Regions from separate parts of the Mus musculus genome. Here region 1 is linked to region 2. A link is a contact called in public HiChIP or PLAC-seq data. All regions are on one chromosome and are shown on one strand. The core of a region is the stretch at or near the end of the contact, and the rest is flanking DNA. Distances in the headings are between cores, read along the strand shown. Region 1 overlaps Ergic1 (endoplasmic reticulum-golgi intermediate compartment (ERGIC) 1). Region 2 holds the start of Mrpl28 (mitochondrial ribosomal protein L28).

What was found. HiChIP or PLAC-seq counts read pairs in DNA pulled down with a chosen protein or histone mark.
Region 1: an HNF4G HiChIP or PLAC-seq map of pancreatic cancer cells shows a contact between it and region 2. The contact joins the enhancer-like site here to the promoter of Mrpl28 in region 2. A contact is called at or near these places in 2 of 39 promoter capture datasets (frontonasal cranial neural crest and stem cell-derived epiblast-like cells), 1 of 484 Hi-C or Micro-C datasets (embryonic stem cells) and 2 of 115 datasets of contacts at active chromatin or transcription factors (memory CD8 T cells and pancreatic cancer cells).

Annotation. Positions count from the first base shown.
Region 1 is chr17:26,581,772-26,586,304 of GRCm38.p6, forward strand. The region is part of intron 1 of Ergic1 (endoplasmic reticulum-golgi intermediate compartment (ERGIC) 1); the gene reads left to right. Among named protein-coding and RNA genes, the nearest start is that of 1700049J03Rik, 18 kb to the left of the region's middle. Within about 2 kb of position 2,505, at least 170 of the 459 cell types and tissues checked have an H3K27ac peak or open chromatin away from gene starts, as enhancers often do. A contact at or near this core is called in embryonic stem cells and pancreatic cancer cells, where this site is marked.
Region 2 is chr17:26,121,265-26,125,796 of GRCm38.p6, forward strand. It overlaps Mrpl28 (mitochondrial ribosomal protein L28), which reads left to right and starts at 2,239. Exons shown (of 5, transcript NM_024227.3): 1 at 2,239-2,585; 2 at 3,292-3,444; 3 at 3,993-4,127; 4 at 4,214-4,300. The coding sequence starts at 2,298. Pgap6 (post-glycosylphosphatidylinositol attachment to proteins 6) reads left to right here. Exons shown (of 13, transcript NM_021793.2): 12 at 276-392; 13 at 674-1,990. The coding sequence ends at 970.

The DNA of each region.
Region 1 (4,533 bases), core at 1,255-3,754, 460 kb after region 2:
AAGGGAAGGACAGGAGGACATCACCTTGCCTCTTCATTCATGCTCTCCATCCCGTTCCCCAGGCTTGTGCACATGCTTGGCTGGGCGAAAACTTCAATGCAAATCAAATCTACTAAGCCAACTCAAATCTCAGCCAAACGTCCCAAACGTCACTGGTCTGTTTATCACTCACGCATTGACAGCTGCATGCCACTGATCAGGCAGAGGATGGGTGTCCACCCGACCTTTGTGGACATGGTGCCCACCCTGCTGAGGCTTGCTTTCCACAGGAGTCCATGACCAAAAGTTTTCTAGCAAGAATGCCCAGAGCTTTAACTTTGTTCAGGATTCTAGAAGGTTCTTCCATGGTCTTTATTCTGAGGACTTAATGATAAGCAGGGCTGGTTTGGTGCTGGAACAGAAAGTTGCAGGCTGCTCTGGAGGAAAAGGCCGTTATGAGTGGGTCTTCGTGGTGGGTAAGCAGTTCCCTGAGGCCTGGGAAGGAGCATGCCCTCCGGGCTTCATATAGCCAGGACCAGAGGTCTGCAGGCCAGGGATTCTCAGGGTGGATGTCTGCACAGGCTCAGCTCTAACAGCAACCCATCAGACTGGCAGCAGCTGGCTCTGCTAGCAGCTGGTCTGACTGCCAAGATCTCTCTTTGATTCACATTTTCCACATTGAAAGATGTTTTGAAAACCTTGACCTTCAATTCATCACATGTCCCTTATTAAATTGTAAGTCACATCCAGCCAGTTAATGAAAAGACAATGGGCGGGTGACGCAGTACAAGGCATCTTGGCAGGAGCTCACCAAAGCGCTCTAGCCACAGAAGACCTGACCTAGTGATACCCCTGTTCCAGGGCAGACAGCGTGTCACAACTATGAAGGGCTGGGCTTGAGAGAGTGGCAAGGCTGCAGTAAGGCTGGAGAAGCGGGGACATGCTGAACATTCAGCAGGGCCCAGGCAGGTAGACGGGAACCCGACTTAAAAGAGGCAGAGCCCACCGGGGGAGGTGGGGAGGAGTCACACGTTTGACTGGAAGAGAAGCAAGTGGTAGATGTGTGAGGGGGTCAGTGTGGCAGGGGCTTCTTAGACGCGGGCATGTAGACAAATGTGAGTTGGAGGGAAGAGATGGCATTGTGACATTGTAATGTCTGTCCCCAGTGAGTACTGTGAGGTGGGAGGGCAGTGAGAGATGGAATAGACAGCTGAGGTGGACCTTCACATGCTGGTCACTTGGTGGGAGCCACAGAAGGTTCTAGAACAGATGTCATTCTGAGGAAGGTAGGAGCAGCTGCGTGGAGAAACACGTAGGCGCAGAAGAAAGTAGCTGAAGGCCTGGTGGCATGGGTAGGCCCAGTTTCAAAGATGGCAGAGGGTGTGCTCTCCCTTCTAGGCCGACTGTCCGTCACCTTGCCTCGTTCATGGAGGCGGGGCAGAGAACTAAGACTGAGTTCTAGCTTGCCTCCTTGGCCTCACTCCTCACTACCTCCACTTACCAACGGAAGCAGCGTTCTGCCTCCCTCAGGGGTGTGGCAAGAGTGAATGAAGCACTGCACATAGAGAATGTTAGGAGAGTACTGGGTGTGCAGACAGCTCTAGGTGAGTGTCACCAAGGGCCAGAGAGCCTACATGGGGACACCCTAGCTGGGGAACTTAAAAGTATTGGAGTCCCCCGTGGGCCAGTAGACTTTAGGGCCATGTTGACATATGTCCATGCCCATTCACACTCTCTGTGTTGACTCTTGCACTGGTGAGCAAGGGAGCCTGTGGGGCTTCAGTTTGCTCATTGTGAAAGGGGATGGAGGCCAGTGCCTGGTTCACGGCACTGTTGCAGAGATGAAGTGGCCTGCTTGATGCTGGAGAAGGACTTAGCGATGGGCATGGCTGGGGTCAGTCCTCATTCACATCCAGGTTGTTGCCACTTCCATAGTAGAAGCATCATTTCCTGTCCAGTGCTTTCAGGAAGATGCCTCTCCTCTCTTCCTGTCACTTCCCTGTAGAGACTCTGGACCGGAGACTCCTCTCCTCCCCCAGCCCCAATGAGTCTTGAAGACTTGGCCAGACTTGTGTGTAGTAGGGAATGGTCCCAGCCTGGGCTCCACCCCTTGCTGGCCGTGGGAAGTTGTGTCGGTCTGTCATCACTGTGGCACTGCCTTCTCATCTGTAACATTGGGCTGATAATCCACACATTGTGTGAGGGCAAAGCTGTGTGGCACACATGAACTACTGCGTGTGCCATCTCCGGGGCCAGAAGCCTCTTGTAGCATCCTCTTAGGCAGAAGAGGATCCTGGTTCACAGAAGAGTCGCAGGTTCAAGGACAGTATCCCAGGATCTTGAGCACAGAGTGGGCTGGAGGCATCTCAGCTAAGTATTCCAGGGTCGTGGTATGTGACAGTGTCAACCCAGCCCAGACGCAGGAACAGCTGTCCACCCTGGCCAGCCAGTGTGCACACTGGTCAAAGTTTGTTATCTTAGCCTTTTTAACACCCTGCGAATATGGGAGCAGCAATCCCTACTGTCCAAGGGTCGAAGCTGTTGCAGGCTAGGCATGTGGTGAGAAAGCCCTGACAGGGCATTTGTCAGTAGCCTGTGGGACATACCCAGGAAGTCTGTTTGTGGTCCTCTTCTCCATACCTTTCCTTATAGCTTCTTAGGCTGCAGGGCTGGGAGGCAGTGTGTGGCCTACATAGAAGACTCTGCACCACACCAGAGAATTAGCATGGCCGACCCTAAGTTCTTCTCTCTGCCCTGCATCCCCTCTATACCCCTGCTAGGGTCACAGCGGGGCCGATCCCTGTAAATACCAGTCCGCTTACATGTGCATTTTTCCTCTGTGATCTTCCTGTTTTGATGAGACACTGCCTTTGGCCGCACGGGTTCCCTAGGGGACTGCGGTCCTGAGGCCCAGCCCTAGCCAGTCATTCAGGAATTCTGCTTCCTGGCGCCCCACACCCTGCACATTCCACCAGGGCTAGCGCCTCCTGCTCTGCGTGAATGGGGTCTGCCTTCCCCATTCCCACGGTTCCCATGGCCACTTCCTTATCACCCTCTCCAGCTGACTGAAAAAGGCCACATTCCAGGGCAAAATTAGACTCACCCTCCCTTTCTGTTTTCCTCCAGCGGGCAGGAGAGTTTGCTAGAGTAGACTGGCGCTGGAGCCCACGGGTACAGGGAACAGACTTGCTGCTTGGCGTGTCCCCTGAATCTATCACTTCGTTTCTTGGATCATTTGAGGAATGCACTGGGCTTCTGCTGTATGCCAAGAAAAGCCCCAGGGACTGGGCTTACAAACAGTGGGGTTGTACAGTGTAGCATGGGTACGGGCCGACAGCTGCTGGGCTTGGGGGTTGAGCTGTTTTCATTTGCTCCATATTCTAGATTCAGCTGATGCCTCCATGTTGCTTCTAAGGCGTCATTTGATGGCGTTTCAAGGTGTCTGCTTGTTCGTGCCGTGCTGGGGATGGAACCCAGAGCCTTTGCATGTGTGCTCTACGGCTGAGCTGCATCTCCAGAGGGCAGAATGGGGGTTACTTTAAGAGCCCCCCTTCTTTCTAGCCGAGGCAGCACAGAGCCGCACCTGAGCGCCGATGCTATGTTCTTCAAATGCCCCATGCTTAGAACCACAGGCCAGGTAAACCTCGGGGCAGAACTTACCCAATCTGTTAGAGCCACAAGAGGTGACACCTGGCAGCATCTGACAAACCCAGGCTGGGACCTTCTAAAAACTACCAGTGAAACCAGGGGAGGGGACAGACTGCAGCAGTCTGAAGGGTGCCCTTCAGAGGCCTCCTCCACTCAGGAAATCCCTTGATTCCTGGCTTCACTGCGGAGAAGAATTTCATGATGATTCAACATGAAGAGAATTGGAGTTCACGAGGGGTTTTTTTTTTTTTTTTTTTTTTTTTTTTTTAAAGATTTATTTTATTATTAATATATGTAAGTACACTGTAGCTGTCTTCAGACACTCCAGAAGAGGGAGTCAGATCTTGTTGCGGATGGTTGTGAGCCACCATGTGGTTGCTGGGATTTGAACTCTGGACCTTCGGAAGAGCAGTCGGGTGCTCTTACCCACTGAGCCATCTCACCAGCCCACGAGGGGGGTTTTAATGTTAGTTTTTGGCCCAAGTACTAAGGGGAAATGAGGTGTTTGGGAAGAGAGTAAGACACCAGAGAGCCTGGGTGTGGGCTTCTCTGAGGGCCACACGCCTTTGTCTTTACAATGGACAGGTACAGGATTATGGTGGATTTAAAAGATAATATCTTCAAAGGGTTTGTTATCTGCTAAGAACCCGAGTGAGATCTCTGGGTAGTCCTGAAGGGCACCTGACAGGGTCGCACTTGAGACGGTGGGTCACAGGCAGTTGGAGATCCCCACTGTCAGCAATGTTAATAGTCCTGCTTAGGAGAGTCACAGATGATGTCCAGTTCATTACCATTTTAACAATATCTCTATATGGGTAAATTATAAAGTATCTATCTCATTTACAGTCATCTTTTACTTATTGTAGGTCTATCATCCATACATCCATCCATCCATCCATCCATCCA
Region 2 (4,532 bases), core at 989-3,488:
CTGCCCATTAGGAGTGGACATCATCACCTAGTCCTCCAAAGGTCCTTTGGACACAGTAAAGGGACTAGAGGAAGGGTACTTCCCTCCCAGGGGCTGAGCAGGAACGGGGCAGAGTCTTAAGAGGAGCCGACAGAGGAGAGGAGCCAGGATGTTGGGAAGCTGACCTGGGTAATCAGCGCCCCTGACCCCAGCGCCTGCCTATTGTGTCTCGTGCTATCACAGGTGATTCCAGCCAAAGGCTTCTATGGCCTCACAAACCACTGTGTCTCTCCTAGGTACTACTTGTCCTCGGCACACTCGTCATCGCCATGTCCTTGCAGATGGATCGCAGGGGCATCTGGAACTTGATGGGACCTTGCGTCTTTGCTTTTGTGATCATGGCCTCCATGTGGGTAAGGAACAGGGCATATAGTCTCCTGTTCAGACTCATGGAGAAGAGAGCCAGGCCCTTAATTCCAGTTATGCTGGGAGGGCTCCAAAACTCCACATCTGTTTAGAGTCGGTAGCAGCTACCCATAGAGCCCCAGTCTGGCTATGTGCCTTAGGTCTTGTGCCGATAACCACTAGGCATGAGGCCATATGCACTTCTCCTGCCCAGATCTAGATAGACCCCATACCTCTTGGCTCTGGGTCTGCACCAACCAACCAACTCCCATGTGGCTATCCACTCTAGATATACCGCTGTGGGCACCGGGGACAGTGCTACCCAACCTCCTGGCAGCGCTGGGTCTTCTACCTCCTGCCTGGCATCTCCATGGCTTCCGTTGGCATCGCCATGTATACTTCAATGATGACCAGTGACAATTACTACTACACCCACAGCATTTGGCACATCCTACTGGCTGGTAGTGCAGCATTTCTTCTGCCACCACGAGAGGAAAAAGCTGGGTCCTGGGCCTGTTTGCAGAAGTTCCCTTGTCACTACCAGATCTGCAGGAATGATCGGGATGAGTTGTACACAGTGACCTGATAAGGCTGGTTCATGGACACCTGAAACTCTAATGACCTCTTCAGCTAGGACAAGCGAGAGAGGTGCTTGTCTAGCCCCAACCAGGTTTCCATCTGAATAAAATTGTCCTGAGACGCTTGGCTTCTTTCTCCAGAGAAGACCCCCTCCACCCCAAAAAATCTTTATGGCTGCTGCCAATTCCTCTGAAGGTCACAGCTGTTTCCACCTGGAGCCCACAGGTGCCACGTGTGGGCTGATCACGCTGTTATGGATGGGGATACAGATAAGGGATTCCTGTGGTCCCCTTCCTTTGGAAAGCCGTGATATGAGACCCACAAGCAAGGAAGTCTGAGTGCACAGAGGTCACTCACTGTCTCTGACATCCTGTACCCTTAATGCCATCCTGCCTTGGCATGGGGATACCCTCCTGCTGCAGTTGCTATGGTAGAGTCCAGGGTCATCAGAGAGCTGATTAAGACCTGGAGTGCTGTGTGCTGTCCCTCCCTCATTGTCTGTTGGAGCAGGAGGCCTTCGGGAGAGCCTGAGGTAGCAGGCTGCTCAGCTGTATGAGGTCTGGCTCCAGAAGGCACACAATGCTCGCTAGTGTTCCCTTCTCTCTTAAGGGGTCCAAGGCCCCAGTCTGGTGAGCATTCTCCTGTGCTGGCCCTAGACACTTGGATGAGGCTGACCCCTACTGGATCAACTGAGGATTAAGGAGTGGGTTCTGGATCCCCAGCCCAATCTTTCTGGTCTCCTGGGGTCACTGAGCTGGTAGTGCTGTGTGCCCAGGCCATTTGGTTCCCACTGTGAGGCTCATCTGCTCTGAGTACTGGGATTGCAGGTGTGGGCTTCTGGGCTCCTTCCCAAGCTACTAACATCCTTTATTTGGCACCAAAGCACACTTTAGCCCCTGAAAGGGGAAATGTGTATATTCTGTTGGGGGTGGGGGGCAGGTGGTAAAATGTTACTGTTCTAAGATATGAAGGCATATTTTTATGTAATTGGTGAATTTAATATTCTACAATAATTTTTCAAATCAAATGAGTGGTCTTTTTTTTTTTTTTCCTTGCGTCCCTGGAGGGAAAGGGAGGTTGAGCTCAGGGTAGCCTTTCCCAACAGGCTTGCCAAAGCTGCTGGGGAACTCCTGGGCTGCACTTGGCAGACGGTGCCTTGAACCCATTCGCAGTAGATAATTTTTCATGGTCCCTAAAGGAGGCGGAGGGAAAGGGATTAGTTTAGATGGACGGGCGTTGCTGCCAATTGGCAGCGAGCGAAGGCGCACGTTCGGTGACGCTATTCCGGTTCCGGGAGGCGCGGGCGCGCTCTCCTAGAAGTAGAGGGTCGCGCGATGCCGCTGCACAGGTATCCTGTGCACCTGTGGCAGAAGCTGCGGCTGCGGCAGGGCATCTGTGCGCGCTTGCCCGCCCACTTCTTGCGCTCACTGGAAGAAGAACGGACGCCGACCCCGGTACACTACAAACCTCACGGGACCAAGTTCAAGATCAACCCCAAGAATGGGCAGCGCGAGCGCGTTGAGGACGTACCCATTCCAGTTCACTACCCTCCAGAGTCCCAGCAGGGACTGTGGGGTGGAGAGGGCTTGATTTTAGGCTACAGATACGCCAACAACGACAAGGTGGGTGCGGACCATCTCGGCTGTTCTGCATGCTTTGCTGAGCAGGCGCTGCTCTGGGCGCCACAAACGGTCAACCAGACTAACACAAGCGTTTTGTTTACGGAGCAAGCTAACTCCGATAGCAAAGTCTAGTCCTGAAGTGGGGTGGTCCTGGATCAGATAGTATCAAAAGTAAGGACAGAGTGGGGACAGTGGTGGAGAAAAGGAAGGAGGAAGGATAGATTCGAAGCTTGTGCCGAAGAGGAGGGAGAAGTGAAATCTGCTTGTCACCTGCTAGTTTCTATGCGCATTTCCCTCATTTTTAGGACGGAATAACTTTGCTCCTAGTACATAAAAATCAAAAAGACCGAGATGACTGCCTGGAGTCTATCTCTTCTGGTGATACTCTGCTCCTAGGCAAGCCCTGTGGGAGGAGAGAGTATGTTTCAGGCCTTCCAGGGTGTCATTCACTTGCCTGTGGCTACTGGGTTTCAGCTGTGTGAGAATCTGGAACATATACCAGTAGCATTAGGGCTAGCCTGAGTGAAGCAGACATCTAGGTGGGTGGGTGTCCAGAGCCAGCTCAGGGGCCCTGACCTGCATCAGTGGTCCTGAGGAGCGTCTGAGGAAGGGAGAGGGCCTGGCTCACAGTAGCCCAGGTTCCAGAAGGGTGCTTTGGGGCCCACTTGGTCTATAGGAAAACGGGAGGTTTCTCTTGCACCCTTAGCTCTCCAAGAGGGTGAAGAAGGTGTGGAAGCCACAGCTGTTCACTCGGGAGCTTTACAGTGAAATCCTGGACAAGAAGTTCACCGTGACTGTGACCATGAGGACCCTGGATCTCATCGATGAGGCCTATGGATTTGACTTCTATATTCTCAAGGCAAGCAGGGGTTAGTGCACTCCAAGGTCTTGTCAGACTCGTGGGAAGTGCCGAGTGCACTGCATGGGCATGGGCAGGGAGTGTGGGGCACCCCAGGGTAGCCATTACAAGTAGGACTGAGTCCCTGTTGGTGCAGCCCCTGAAGCTTTCTGTCTTGCTGAGGCCACTCCCTGTGAGTCGCTGACTTGTCCAATGGTTGTAGCCATTTCTTTTTCTTTCTTTCTTTCTTTTTTTTTTTTTCGAGACAGGGTTTCTCTGTATAGCCCTGGCTGTCCTGGAACTCACTCTAGACCAGGCTGGCCTCGAACTCAGAAATCTGCCTGCCTCTGCCTCCCGAGTGCTGGGATTAAAGGTGTGCGCCACCATGCATGCCTTGGGCCTGACCCATATAGGCTTGGATGCTAGCGCTGATCCCAATGCCTGTTCTGCTGTGGTCTAGCTTAGGGCTGCCAGCAGCTGAAGAAGAACCCATAGGGTCAGCTGACAGGGTGGGGGGGTGGGGTGGTGAGCCTGCTGTAGCACCCGACCCTATGTGAACCTTCTGCCAGACCCCTAAGGAGGACCTGGGCTCCAAGTTTGGCATGGACCTGAAGCGAGGGATGCTGCTGAGGCTTGCTCGCCAGGACCCCCATCTCCACCCTGAGAACCCTGAGCGGAGAGCAGCCATCTATGACAAGTACAGGGTGAGAGTTTCCCCATCCTGCTTGCTGCCCGAGGCTCCTGGCCCAGCCCCCACACCTCATGCCAGCCTCCTCTCCTGCTTATTCAGAGCTTTGTCATCCCCGAGGCAGAGGCCGAGTGGGTTGGCCTGACGCTGGAGGAGGCCCTGGAGAAACAGAGGCTTCTGGAGGAAAAGGTGAGTACCTGTGTACCGGCAGATCTCAGGCCACTGAGGTTGAGTGATGGGGGGGGCGGGAAGGCTAGCTTTTAGGGTCTGCCACACCGAAATGCTGCCATACGTTTGGTTCCTTCCATTTTGAAATTGCATGGCATGCTTCGTCTCGTGAAGCCCTTCCCTCTCTTTCTCTGAATGCTCGGGGATCTTTGGCACTAGGCGTTTTCTTTCTTTCTCTCTTTCTCTCTCTCTC